Regions from separate parts of the Anser cygnoides genome. Here all the other regions are linked to region 2. The links are chromatin contacts, called in public Hi-C maps. All regions are on one chromosome and are shown on one strand. Each heading gives the region's core, a stretch centred on a gene start, on an enhancer-like site or on the middle of the called end of the contact. The rest is flanking DNA. Distances are from core to core; before and after follow the strand shown. Region 1 overlaps TOMM20 (translocase of outer mitochondrial membrane 20). Region 2 overlaps LOC125180034 (a long non-coding RNA gene). Region 3 overlaps TOMM20 (translocase of outer mitochondrial membrane 20).

Region 1 (4,085 bases), core at 216-2,715, 170 kb before region 2:
TTTTATTTAGTATACAAGTAGTGGTGCACGAAAACATTGCAAGCGCATCCCTGCGCATGCTCACACACAGAAATCACATTTCCAGAAGTTTGCTGCGAGCATCAGAAAAATTTTCTGCTGAACTTCTTGGCATACTTTCAATGCGAGGCTGGCAGCTATTGTACGATGAATCCAGCCTACAGTGCGGAGGCCTCAGAGAAAAACAACGAGATCTGTGACACTAAGAAAACACAGTCATAGACACCACAAAACTACGCTGGGACGGGCACAGTAGTTGTGGGGAGGGGTCATGGTCAAATATGCTATTTCAAGCAAAATCTGAGAGGAGGATGTGTTCTTAGCCACAGGAAGAGCGTTGTCTTAGTCAGAACAGTTAATCATGCAACATGAAGAGAGATACGTACAGTAAGCCCTCATGATTTCTGTTTCCAGCAGCTTTTTTCCTCGTCTGAAATGACTTGCATATATTTTCGTATTGCTAATTTGCCGTACGGTAGCATCTGTGCTCCGGCCTTGTTGATGGAAACCTGGAGGTTCTCCGGGCCGTGTGAGCCATGCTGTTGTCACAAAGCTAACCTCCCCGTGCCTCTTTCAGGCAGACAGAGAGAAAGAGAAAAAAATGTCCGGCTGACGTCAATGAAGACCACACTGCACTGGATAATATTACTGTGTGCCTCAACCACCCACTCCCTTTAATTTACTAGAAACTAAGCAAGCTGTTTTGAAACCCATAGCTTCCAGCGTGTTTGCGCTGCTCTCCCTCCACCAAAGGCCATTAATTGTCAGGAGCTTGAAAGCTACCTGATGCCTTGTTCAAAGCGCTGAAACAGAGGGGATTTCCATGAGTAATAATTTCAGTCTGTGCCTGTGCAGTGCACCGTAGGCTAGAGTAAATTGATCCAGCTGCTTGCAAGGCTAGATGGAAAAGTGCCCGGGGGGGCCGGAGCACATCACCAGATGGAGCTGGATGCTGTTGTCATCACGTGGGGCTCCCCAGCTGCTGGGCATGCTCGAGCTCGGCTTCCACCACGAGCGGGGCGCGCGCAGCCTTCCTGTCTGTGCTGACTTGCAGGGTGAGGCAAAGGCGCTAGCGCATGTTGCAACGTCTTCTCTTGTAATGAAAAGGATAATTTTAGATTAGCCAGAACTGTTGGCGTCCTTTTTTTTTTTTTTTTTTTTTTGATGGTGGTGGTTTTTCTCTTTTCCTCTCCTCCCTCCTCAATGTCCCTGCCACAATAACCCCAGCGATTTGTGCATATGTTTTGCTCAGCAGCAGCCTTCTCCATGACAGGGACTATAAAAGCTTCTGAGAGGCCAGCTACCTCTACAAATAATCAGAATTGGCAGGATTAACCTGTAACCCGAGGCGGCGAAAATACAGATTCCACTAGCCAGATGGCAGAGTTCAAAGATCCACTCACTTCCTGGCTGAGGTTGCACAAGTTAATTTTTATCCTTGTTAAAAAGAAATAAGAAGTGAAAACATAGCAATAAAATGTGTGCTGCTTGCTATCTCTGGTTTTAATCACATTTATTTTATTCCTTAGTGTTTTGTTATTAAGTAGGTTTGGGGGATGTTAGGAAAATACATTCTTTCTCTCTTCTGGAGATGTTTAAATCCTACTTGGTTTCTTTGTATTTTGCATGGGCGTTTGTGTGATCAATTCAATTTAGTCTGTTGGCAAGGAGCGCTAAATAGGAGGAACTAATTAAAATAACCGGAATGCAATTCATTCTTTCTTTTTTTTTTTTTTCGTTTCCCAAATGAACAATTCAATTAGATTCACAGAAAAAACTGCACAGCAAGTCTGCACCCTGGTCCTGGAGGCTTCCGCATGGAGGCCCCTGCAGGTTTGAAGCTGCTGGAGCCGGAGCCCTCTGGCAGAAGTGGGGCATTCGGGCAGTACTGCAGCACCGGGATGTTGTTGCACCCTTCCTGAGGCAGTGCTTGTAAATGTACTCCACCAAGAGGATCGGGGTATCTACTTCAGAAGGCAGCTCTCGGTTCTTTGGCCCTGATCGCATGACTTTCCTCGCAAGCTAAGTGTTAACTGTGACAAGGAAGGCTGCATAGTGTGAGGCTCAGATGCGTGCCTGTGCCACCACCGTCATGTGGGTGCCATGAAGCATATGCAAAGGTAGGTGGCTTGGCCAGCAGAGTGCAGAGGCAGGAGTGGAAGAATAAAGTTCATGGGTTGTTTTTGTGACGGTTTGTCCTGGCTGGCTGGGCCATTAATGAAAACAGACGTGGAGCTGCTGGCAGCGCGTCTGAGAGCCTGCAGGTACCCTTCAGGAGAGCAGCACTGGGAGTTCCAGGCAGGGAGTTTATGATTAATTTTGCAGGCATTTATTGTGCAATACGAAATGGCCACCGGCCAGCTCAGAAGTTAAGCCAGAAGATGACTGTCAAATGAAACTGTTACGTTTGGCAGATCTTTCCAAAGCTGCTGTGCAAAACAGGCATATTGAAGCTAATTTCTGGATTTTCCAGATCCTCTGCACAGCTCATTCTTGTATCACGGTCCTCTTTGTTTTCCCATTTTCAGTAGAATAATTGGCTTTGACTTGCACGCTGTATAAATTTTAGGTCAGGATTTTTCCTACAGACAGCCCTCGCTGTGCCTCACATTTGCCAGCACCTCTCTCCTTCTGGTAATTCCTCCTTGAACAGTCTTGCAAGGAACAAGCTCTACCCCATTGCGTGTTCTGAAAACAAAACTGCGTGCTCCTTGAACGGCCCGTGTAGGCCAGATGAAGGTGAGAGGGGGACTAACACGGCGGTGGTGAGAAGGGAGCCCTGCCCCTGCAAGAGGCTCGTGACAGACATTTCCCTCCTGTGTGGCCGGCCCGAAGGTGAGGTCAGTCAGCGAGCCGTGTTTGGACACTGTCTGGCACAAACAATCCAACGATAAAGCTTAATGTGTAACCAAGGGTTTTTTTCTTCTGTGTCAGCAGTTGGCAAGAAGACACTGTAAATAAGGATCCCTGTGAGTAAATAGATATGTGTGGAGAGGGGAGGGGAGCACCGCAGTGAGCAGTTTTGAAATTCATGCCAGGGTTGCTTCAAATGATAAGGTTGTTTGAGTAACCTGCAAACCATACGGATGCCCAGGTTTCAAAAACAGGAAAGCGTCTTGTTTAAAAACCTTCTAAGGCAACATGAGGGCTTAGAAAAGAAACTGGCTTTGTGGTTAAGTGATTGTACTTCCTTATTGATATAATGATTGAGCTGGTGCAAAGCCTGCCGGGATCGTGGTGCTGCGAACCGCAGGCCGAGCAGTTGTGATGACAAAGTTCTGCAACCGGCCGCGGGGCTTTCTGGAGAGATGAGAAATCTCAAAGTTTCCCTTTTCATTTCCTCTTGTGCTAGGCTGAAGTTTGTTTTTTTTTTTTTTTTTTTTTTTTTTTCCCCTCACTCTTTTTCAGTGATGTACCAAGAAATAAGTACATAATCTGAGTGGGCTGCCACCCTCCTTGCGTTGCCAGCCGAGCACCGGGGCAAAGCGCACTTTTTTGCTGAAGGGTCCGGCCCGGGCTGCACAGAATTTGCTGATGTTTTTGGAAAGCGTGATGGCTGCATTTCTGCACAGATAAAACCAAGCTGCGTGCTTTCTGTTTGACCTTTGTTTTGGAGTAAGAAAAGCAGCACATGAGAGCTGAATTTAAGTTTCCACAGGAGAAAGTGAGGCACATGGTGCACATGCGGGTGGACGAGCACGTGTGAGGCCTGACCCCTGTGGGGACCCTCCTCCTCGGGGATTTACAGCGCCGGTGCCTCGAAAACAACAGCCTGCCTTACCTGAAATGACACAGCTGAACCGGTTCCAAAACGGCAAGTTATTAGTTATTGGACGGGGGTAAAAGTGCAAAGCTGGGATCGAGGCTTCGCCTTTCTCAGTGTGCATGGTTTCCAGTCAAGGCCACGCTCCTTCCTCTCGGTTTGGGTTCGTCCCTTCTCTGAGCACGTGGCACGTGTCCCTTCCCTAAGGGACAGCTCCGGCTCCTCTCCCCACGGAGAGGACATTTCAGCCTCCCCCTCACATCTCTGTACCTCCCGAGGCATTGCCGTGAAGCTGCTTTCCTCT
Region 2 (4,274 bases), core at 860-3,359:
AAGGACACCATGTAAGGCAGGTAAAACTGAATCAGGGCTGGACTTCAGGAGGACTCACAGGTTTCTGGCAGTATCGTATTGAAACGGGTATCTGCTGTGGGGAGAAAGGCCGTTAATCGTGCTGGTTGACATGGCTGTCCTAGTGTGGGGTGGGTGGTGGAAGGCTGTAGTGGAGCACTGTGCCAACAGGCGACCTGCCACTGCCACTTCCCTGCTCTCTGCACATCAGGTCTCTGGTGTTGGGAATGCACAGGGAGCCAGCCCAACCAGTATCCGCCTTCACAGACTCCTGCTGTTCACGAGTTCTCCAAATGAATGCTTCCTTTTCCTTTTTTTTTTTTTTTCATGTTTTGGGAAAAATTTAAAAGCCTCTGATAATTGATAATTCTTTTATTGAGGTCCCTGCTGTTACAGTTCCAATGGAAAAGAGGATGTCCCCTCCCCCAGACATAATGTTTTCACAGGATTCTATTTTCTACGCCAATAATGGTAACTCTTACCATGCATATTCTTCCAATTTTACCCTTCTGTTCTGGGACTTCCTTCAATACAGTAATACATTCCCCAGTCCCCATTAATTTCTGCAGATTCTTCCAGCAAAGAGTGGTGTTCAGATATCCATACTGGTTTTGGGTGTGTAGCAGATTTTGGGGTGGGAGCGTGAGTGAACAGCTGCCCTGATTTTAGGCACTGGCATGGGTGAGTGACAGCGAGAGGCAAGGCAGTGACTGCCCGTGCGGAGGACGTTACCTGAAGCTGTTTCCCAGGAGGTGGAGGGTAAGAGTCATCTGACCAAATGTAGACGTCTGTATCTGAGTATTCATCTCAGTTCCCTTTATAGTCAATGGAGAAAAATAAGCACTTCTAGTGTGTGATTCATCTGAGTCTAAAGGAGATGTACAAAGTAAATCAGATGATTCACACCCCAGACATGCCTACTTCTCTCCATTGAACATGAAGGGTGACTGGCTCAGATGTAGATCTCTAAAGCAGGGTGAGACAAATCCCACTCAAAGCATCGTGTTTGAAATGTCAGCCCAGGAAAACATGCAGGAATAGTGTCCTCCCAGCTAGGCACTGTGGAGGGAGTACCTCATGCACCTTTCCTACAGATTTTCTCTACACCTGCCATTATGAGAAGCATGTGCATTGTGGAAGAGATGCCACAAGGTGTGGGTTTTTGCTTTTTGTTTTTTTAATCCTCATTTTGCTGACCTCTTTTACAGGGAGATTAGGAGATTGCAGCAGGTTGGTAATGTGGAGGGGAGAAGAGAAGGTCTGTGGGTCTAACCCACTCAAGAAGTTTGCTGCAGAGGTGGCGAGCACGGTCTGCAGGTCAAGATTCAGCACTGTGGGAAAACAGTATGTTAAAGCTTGACATTGCCGTGCCACATGTCTCCTGTGCCTCACTGAGTGGGTCGGGGAGTATTAAACACCAGCCAGGCTAAAACAGCCTCCAATCTTTGTCCAGAGTGATGGAGAGGTTTCAGCTGGGAAGGGAGTTTAAATTCCCCTTGATTTTGTAGAAGAGCTTCCCCCCGCAGCCACACCGGGCTGAGTGCTGGTGACACCGTGCTCCGTGCCGGTTTCTGTCCAGCCTCGTGGAGCTCTTAAGCCCTGACCGTGCTGAGTCAGTTGCTTCTTGGCTGCCCTGATAAATCCTCCTGTTGACAGTGGTAAGCTATTGCAGTAAGCACAACAGGAATAACTAGGCCTGAAGTCAAGTTAGAGCAGAGACAGGCTTTAAAGACATAAACAGCCTCCTCTACTTGTTTCTGCCCAGTAACATCCTACGGTTACGTGCACTTCGGAGGGTTTTCTCCAAATGGGAATTTCCATCTGGCCGCGGCACTTTCAAGCCAGGGCCCTGCTGATGCTGGGTGTGGAAACCTGACAGCTCATGGGTTTCTCCTGCTGGATGGGTGTCAGTGTGGCTGCTCACCAGTGCTGGATGGAGGGCAGCATCCTGCCAAGGTGGTCCCAGCACCGGGAGGAGCATGCAGAGGGTCGGTGCAGATGTGCGGTGACACGGGGTGCAATGGACGTGGGACAGCGATGTTGAAACCACACCAACGTTAAAGGGACTCTGATTCTGTCACACAGTTGCTCTTGTTCCAAGGGGGAGTGAGGGGGCAGGATGTTTCCTGCAGTCAAGACATCAGATAATTAAAGGGGGAAAAAAAGAAAGAAGTGGTGCATGGAAGCAAGACGCTCTGAGATGCACTTTTATGAGTCTTTGTAATATTACACTTCCAAGACTGCCAGACATCAGTGACGGGTCCCTCATTTGCTTCCAAATATGCTGACTGTCAGAGCAGGATGCCAGGCTCTGTGCTGGCTCAGACCAGAAAGGATGATTTTGGAGGTCTTGTGCAGTTTAACTCTGTAGCAAGTCTACTTAATTGTGTGCAGGCCTTTGCTGGTGTATTTTATTGATTGTTATATGAGGCCAGGGAGGCTGTGATGGGACCTTTATAAACAAATAACAACAAAATGCTTGCGTTTCACATCGAAGCCTGATGCTTAACAGCTGAGGACCATACTGGAGACCTGCAGTGTGAAATGCTGCGGCGCTTGAGAGGTTAACAGGGACTCTGAGCACAAGGCCAGCAGCGTGGTTGCACAAAGGATCAGAACAGTGGCTCTTGCCTCAGCACCAAGTCCCCAAGAGGGCAAGAGCTGGAATACTGGAAAAACTAGACTGTTCCCTTCTTTCCCAATCGGTCCTGTGTAGCAATCACAGTGAAAGATTGGCATGTGACTCTCTTAACTGCTGGCCTAAGCTACTGCACTAGTGCCCTGGAAAGGGGCTTCCAGGGGTTTTGCAATGCCTGTACCTCTCCCCTGGATAGCCAGCAACTCTGTTGATCCACATTGCACATGGGACACGGAAGAAAAAGCCAAAACTGTGGTGCACATCTTCCATCTTGCGTGTGCCACTAGTGCTGCGAGACTTTGTGATCCTTCTGCTCCATTTGGGCAACTCTTAGAGAAAATGGCCTCACGACTTTTCAACGTTTAGATGCTCCTGATCTCTGCAAACACCTGCCGCCACTTGTTGATTGTGTTCACCTTTAATTTCTTTCCCACCGATTAGGTGGGCCTGATAAGGCTGAGAGTAATGTTGCAGTGACAGGAGTTGCACAACCAGTGAAGTGCATGTGATTGACATAATGTGGTATGAGGGAACCCTCAAAGGTTTCCATTAGTCCAGATCAGGAAGTTCCTCCTCACCCCCTCACTCAGAACAAAATAAGAAACGAGGAAAGGAAAAAAATAAAAATAAAAACCTCCCACATGCAAACCAAAGTATAAAGAACAAGTCAGGTTCACAAAGTTCAGTCCTTGAAAAAAAAAAAGGAAAAGAAAACACAGAAAAAAATACAGATTTATACTGATAAGCATATTTTTAATATGGTTGTTTTGGTCTTCACAAAAAGGAAAGAAGAGAGTACAATTGAGGTAATCTGGGGTATAGACTAATGCCAGGGGATTTCAACACTCTAAACACATGCTTTTTTAACCTTTCCCTCTTTCTCCAGCATATTCTTGGACCTTTTTTCTTCATCACAAAGCCATGGCACTTCCTGCTGCATTCCCTGTGATAAAGACATATGGATCTGGGAGAAATGAAGGGGAAGTGAAAGTAATGCAGGTAGATGAAATCACTGCTGAAGCCTGGGAGCGCATGGGGGGGGGAGAGTATTTTGTTACATAAAATCCGTGCTGGAGGAATGTGGCTTTTTTCCCCAGAAATGATTGCCTCATGTGATCAAGGCTTGTGAAAATGGGGGTTGACTGAATATTTACTTAACTACATGAACACCGAGATTAAATTTTGGAACATCTTGCTAACCCCTTGAGTAATGTTGACTTGTTCTCATTCCCTACCCTTTGGCTATTATCTGCTGTTTGGTGTCTCTTGTTTAATCTAGCTGGCTAATGGGTCATCTTTTAGTGTTACCTGACTCAGTAACATGGTTAAAAGCCTGCAGAGTGTGTCAATACAAGCAGAACAGAAATGGGTGGCCAGCAGGACCGAACAGGAGGGACTGGTTACAGAGACATTCAAGTTCATCAGATAGCAAACTGTCCAGTTGCCTTCCAGCTCTCCTGTAAGGGGTGTTTTATTTGTTTATTTTGATTAATTTTTAAGCCGCACCCATAAAACCCCATTGCTTTGGTCAGAAAGCATTTGGTTAAAACTGCTGCTGGAGCAGGTACATGTTATTCATATGACTTTGGATGCATGACTAAGTATTTTCAGAAGTACT
Region 3 (4,128 bases), core at 442-2,941, 210 kb before region 2:
GTGCTGAGGTATTTGGTCCGGTGCGGTTGGGTATAAGGCATCAGCTCTAGATTCGTGCCCGTCACCTTGGAACAAGGTAGTTCCTGCCAACCCGTTGTCTTGCTGCAGACTTCCATACGACAATCAGAGAACGTGATGAGGCTGCTGTAGCTCTGTGTGTGGCAGCAATGGGCAACACGAATCTGCAGGCCTCGGTGTGAACACCAGCTTTTCACAGCAAAGCCAAGTTGGTCTTAAACTTCCTCTTGGGGGCATTTTTCCCTTTTCGCCTCGCCTCCCTACACCTACCGTTTATAGACCGAGCAGTTTTGCAGTTGTCCAGCTCGGCTGTAAAGCGCTGAAAGGAAACTCGGCCCCGTTTTCACATAGGTGCCTGCTGCGCACACAGGCACGGGGGCAGAGCTGTGGAAGCCTGCAGAGCCCCAGGTGCTCGGGCCGGCCAGAGCCTGTGCCGCTAGATGGCAATGTGGTACTCTGCGAGCTGGGGCTCCCCGTCCCTGTAACATTCTTGCTTTTTGCTGTATTTATCTCTGCCAAACTGATGATTGCACCCACCACCCCGGCAAGAGAACAGAACAAAATCATTTCATAGAACATTACAGCTGTTGTGCCTCTCTCTTTTCTTTCTTTTTGCCTTTTTTTTTTCCCCCCTTAGTTCTTTGTCCCACAGCAGGGTGCAGAGGTTTAAAAACCTTCTTTCTTAATCGCTCGCCTTCTAAAAGCAGAGAAAACACAGCCTCTTGGGAGCAATTAGCTGTGAGAAAAGCATTTCTCAAACAATTGCCAGGAAATATTGTCTTGACCGATATTCCTGATGTAACGCTGTCGTTCTCAGTGCTGTTATTCTAAGATACTTGACTGCAAAAACAGCAGGGTACGGATCTGTAATATACGATCTGCAGTTTACCACCTACCTTACCTTTTTTATTTCCATTTACTTTCAGTTTGTGTCCTCCCTGCAGCCCTCCCCCCCTCCCCTGGAGCTATTCTGCTTAGGAGAGTGAAGAATTATTTGTAACTCTCCTCTGCTGACTGGTGTATCAGGCCAAGGCTCTGACAAGACACGGCTGAAAATTAAGGTTATGCCTCCGCTGTGCAGGCTCCAGATTGAAATTCTGTGGCAGTGTGCTGTGGAGGAGGTCAGGCTGCATGATTACAGTGATCCCTCTTGGACTCAAAACCTGGCAGCCTCGGTGTACGTGAGGTTGGTGAAGCCTGAATTTCAGCGGGAGCAGCTTGAGAGCAGGTATACGTGAAGCAGGCGGCAGCTGTACACCGAAACCAGGGTCCTGAGCCTGGAAGCCCTCTCCCCATCACTGTATTCATGGAAGATGGACTGGGCTGCAGGGTGCAAAGAGGTCTGAGGAACAGTGGTAAACTTCTAGCACTGAAAGCCCAAAACAGCAGCAGCTAGGAACCACTGCTAGCTCGGTAGGTAGATATGCATACACCCATGCCCGTTCACATGCACAGCCATACTTGTTCTTATTGCAAGGCTCAAATTTTGTCCCTCTTTACGTAAATTCGTGGAGATTTGAGAAACGAGCCTCACTCTGTGGGACAGGGTGTGAACTGAAGCACCTTCTGGAAGACAGACAGCAGTGTAATCCTTTCATTCAACCCTGTCTGCAGCTGCTTTTTATAAACTTGGCATAAATACGTACTCAGTGAGGCCAGGCCTGTGTAGCTGGAAAATATTTTCCACCGTCCAAAAAAACAGAAGATTGGAAAAAGAGCCCAGAAATTGTGCATAACATGGAATGGCTTCGCTTGTGGTTTTTTTCCATGACTTCCTCAGCTCATTTTTCTGCTGCCAATTTTAGAAGCCCATAAGTCATACTTGTTAAACTTTCTCAGTTAAAATGTAACTCGAAGAACAAAGTCATATGATATGTTGAAGCCAAATAATCGTTGCGGAGCCTCTGACTTGAGAACAGCTACCCCGACTTGGCCAGCTTGCAGTCCTGCAGGGGCTCCTGTCCCAGGGCAGGCAGGGCCAGGGGCAGGTGAGCAGCGTGAGGCATGACTGTGTGTCCCCTCCCAGACCAAGACCTCAGCAAGGATTTCTCCCTACTTTCGCTAGGATAATCAGGCCTGTGGTGTATTATGTTGCAGAGCAGTTGTTTTGGAAGGGGAGAACTTTCAGCTCCTCCTCTAGAAGCACTTTAAATAGGAGGTGAAGCAGAAAAGGGAATGAGAGGAGGCAGCACAGAGATCAGCGGGGTCCAGCAGTTGAGAAGCTGATGTAGGTAGGAGTTGTTGCCATCAGGGTAAACTAGCTGAGGAGTGAGGAGAGAGAGAGAGTGCCAAGAGAGAAAGTGAATTTGCTGGAGGGTTTGAAGAAAGGGCATCCGCACTTCAGTGCATTTTTAAGTGTTGAATCAATATGGAAGTACTCGCGTGCCAGGAGCAATATTTTCATTTGCCAATTTTGCTCTCTTATAAGGTGATTGTGCTCACACCCGAGCCCTGAATGGTTGTCCTAAAGCACCATCTCTTTGTCCAAATTCTGCTCTGCTCCCTCCCACAGGACAAGTCCCGGGTCACCGCTGTGGAGGGGAGTTGCCCTAAATTTACATTTGGGCAATAGCCGAGGGTGGAATTTGGCTGTGGGCTCTGCCAGCGGCGCTGCTCCAGCCAGCCTTGTCCGAGGCAGCGCACGCATCCCTGGTGCTGTCAGTCCCAGCCTGCGCCTCTGGGACCCGGTGCCTCAGGAAGGCAGGGAACACCGGTCTGAGCTGCCTGCGGGGAGCAGGGCAGGGGGGAGAGGTCAGCGGGGGCTTTGTAGTCACTGGGAAGGAGCCTTCCAGCCCTGCCTCCCGGTTGTGCTGGGAAGGAGCAGCACAGACTCTTGCTCTCTGCAAAAAAATAAAAGTGTATCTGTGTTTCTTTCCCCTAAATAGCAGCTTGTGAGTTTGGTTCTGGCCCTCGCTGTAAACTGGGAAACGGCCCCAAAAGCCTGCCTTTCGATGGCAGGGTGAAATGCCCTTTCAACATCCGTGTGGTCTCCACGGGAAGGGAGGAACTGAACAAACCCACTGGAAATCAGCAAGGGTGTTGTAATGTTTTTTTGGAAAGCCAGTTTCAAAACCCGGTGGCTGCCTCGCTCTCTCCTGGCAGCCGCTTCCTGTGCCATGACATCCAGGGAGGTGGTGGTGACTGATGTAACCGCGGTGGCCGGGCAGAGTCACTTGCCCAATGTGCTGAGGCTGGCAGGCGGCCAGAGAAATGTGCTAAGGCCTTGTTTTCTCACAATGGGCTCGCTGTCCCTGTGCACATACCTATAACTGGGTCAGGTGCTTGGCTGGGCCGCCTTCCAAGCTGATTAAACGAGGCGGTGGAGTTACCCACGCCAGAAGAAGTGGAAGAAAAAGGAAGAAGATTTTGCTCTTGTCCCATGTGAATGCAGACCTGATGCATCTCTAGGCACGCTTTGTTTGCATAACAATGCTGTAATTAATAATGATGCCTGCTCGTTGAAGCCAGTTCTCCGTGTTAATGGTGGGAGGCGGTGAGGAGAGGGTGAGGAGAGGCCTGGTAGTGTTTTTGCTGGATCACCACCTTTAGGTTATTGTGACAGACTTCTGAAAGGATCCCTTTGTATGAACGGGAATATAATGCTCAGCTGGGCTCTTAAATTCTGCCTCTGTTGAGAAGAGAGATCCTTTCATATTGATTGTCATTCTGTATGCAGTTCAGGCACCGACTTGCAGGAAATCTGGGCCAGAAGAGATATCATTAGGTATTTATGGGGGTTTGGTTGGCTCAGCAGTCAGTTTTTCCATTGTCATGCCGTGACAGTAGTGCATTACATACACCCTCAGGAGACATCCTTCTGCTTCCACAACAATAAAGGACTTTTTTCTTTTTCTGACTCATCTTCAGCATGAAAAAAAACCCACAGTAAATATAATTAGCAACAGGCAGATATACTGTACTTAGCTCTCGGAGCCCATTGGGATAGCTCTTATAAAAATATATGGTCGTGGTTGCTCACCCTATGCTTAAATGTCCTGAAGTTTTCCTCCAGCTGCATCCCTGGTTATACTTAGATGTTTTAATGTAGCCTAGTGAGGTTGTAGGCTGAGGAACCATTTCTAGCTTGGATTAAGAGGAGGAATACATTTG

Evidence for each region. Hi-C and Micro-C count contacts between places; a contact is called where the count stands out from the background.
Region 1: a contact with region 2 is called in a Hi-C map of liver, with 12 times the contacts expected there. The contact joins two enhancer-like sites. A contact is called at or near these places in 2 of 7 Hi-C or Micro-C datasets (both in liver).
Region 3: a contact with region 2 is called in a Hi-C map of liver, with 4 times the contacts expected there. The contact joins two enhancer-like sites. A contact is called at or near these places in 5 of 7 Hi-C or Micro-C datasets (fetal liver, granulosa cells and liver).

The regions. Positions count from the first base shown.
Region 1 is chr3:42,471,021-42,475,105 of Taihu_goose_T2T_genome, forward strand. All of the region lies in intron 5 of TOMM20 (translocase of outer mitochondrial membrane 20), which reads left to right. Among named protein-coding and RNA genes, the nearest start is that of TOMM20, 56 kb to the left of the region's middle. Within about 2 kb of position 1,466, at least 3 of the 3 cell types and tissues checked have open chromatin away from gene starts, as enhancers often do. A contact at or near this core is called in liver, where this site is marked.
Region 2 is chr3:42,640,197-42,644,470 of Taihu_goose_T2T_genome, forward strand. It overlaps LOC125180034 (a long non-coding RNA gene), which reads left to right. Exons shown (of 3, transcript XR_010830283.1): 2 at 3,543-3,655. Among named protein-coding and RNA genes, the nearest start is that of TARBP1, 18 kb to the right of the region's middle. Within about 2 kb of position 2,110, at least 2 of the 3 cell types and tissues checked have open chromatin away from gene starts, as enhancers often do. A contact at or near this core is called in liver, where this site is marked.
Region 3 is chr3:42,432,075-42,436,202 of Taihu_goose_T2T_genome, forward strand. All of the region lies in intron 5 of TOMM20 (translocase of outer mitochondrial membrane 20), which reads left to right. Among named protein-coding and RNA genes, the nearest start is that of TOMM20, 17 kb to the left of the region's middle. Within about 2 kb of position 1,692, at least 1 of the 3 cell types and tissues checked has open chromatin away from gene starts, as enhancers often do. A contact at or near this core is called in liver, where this site is marked.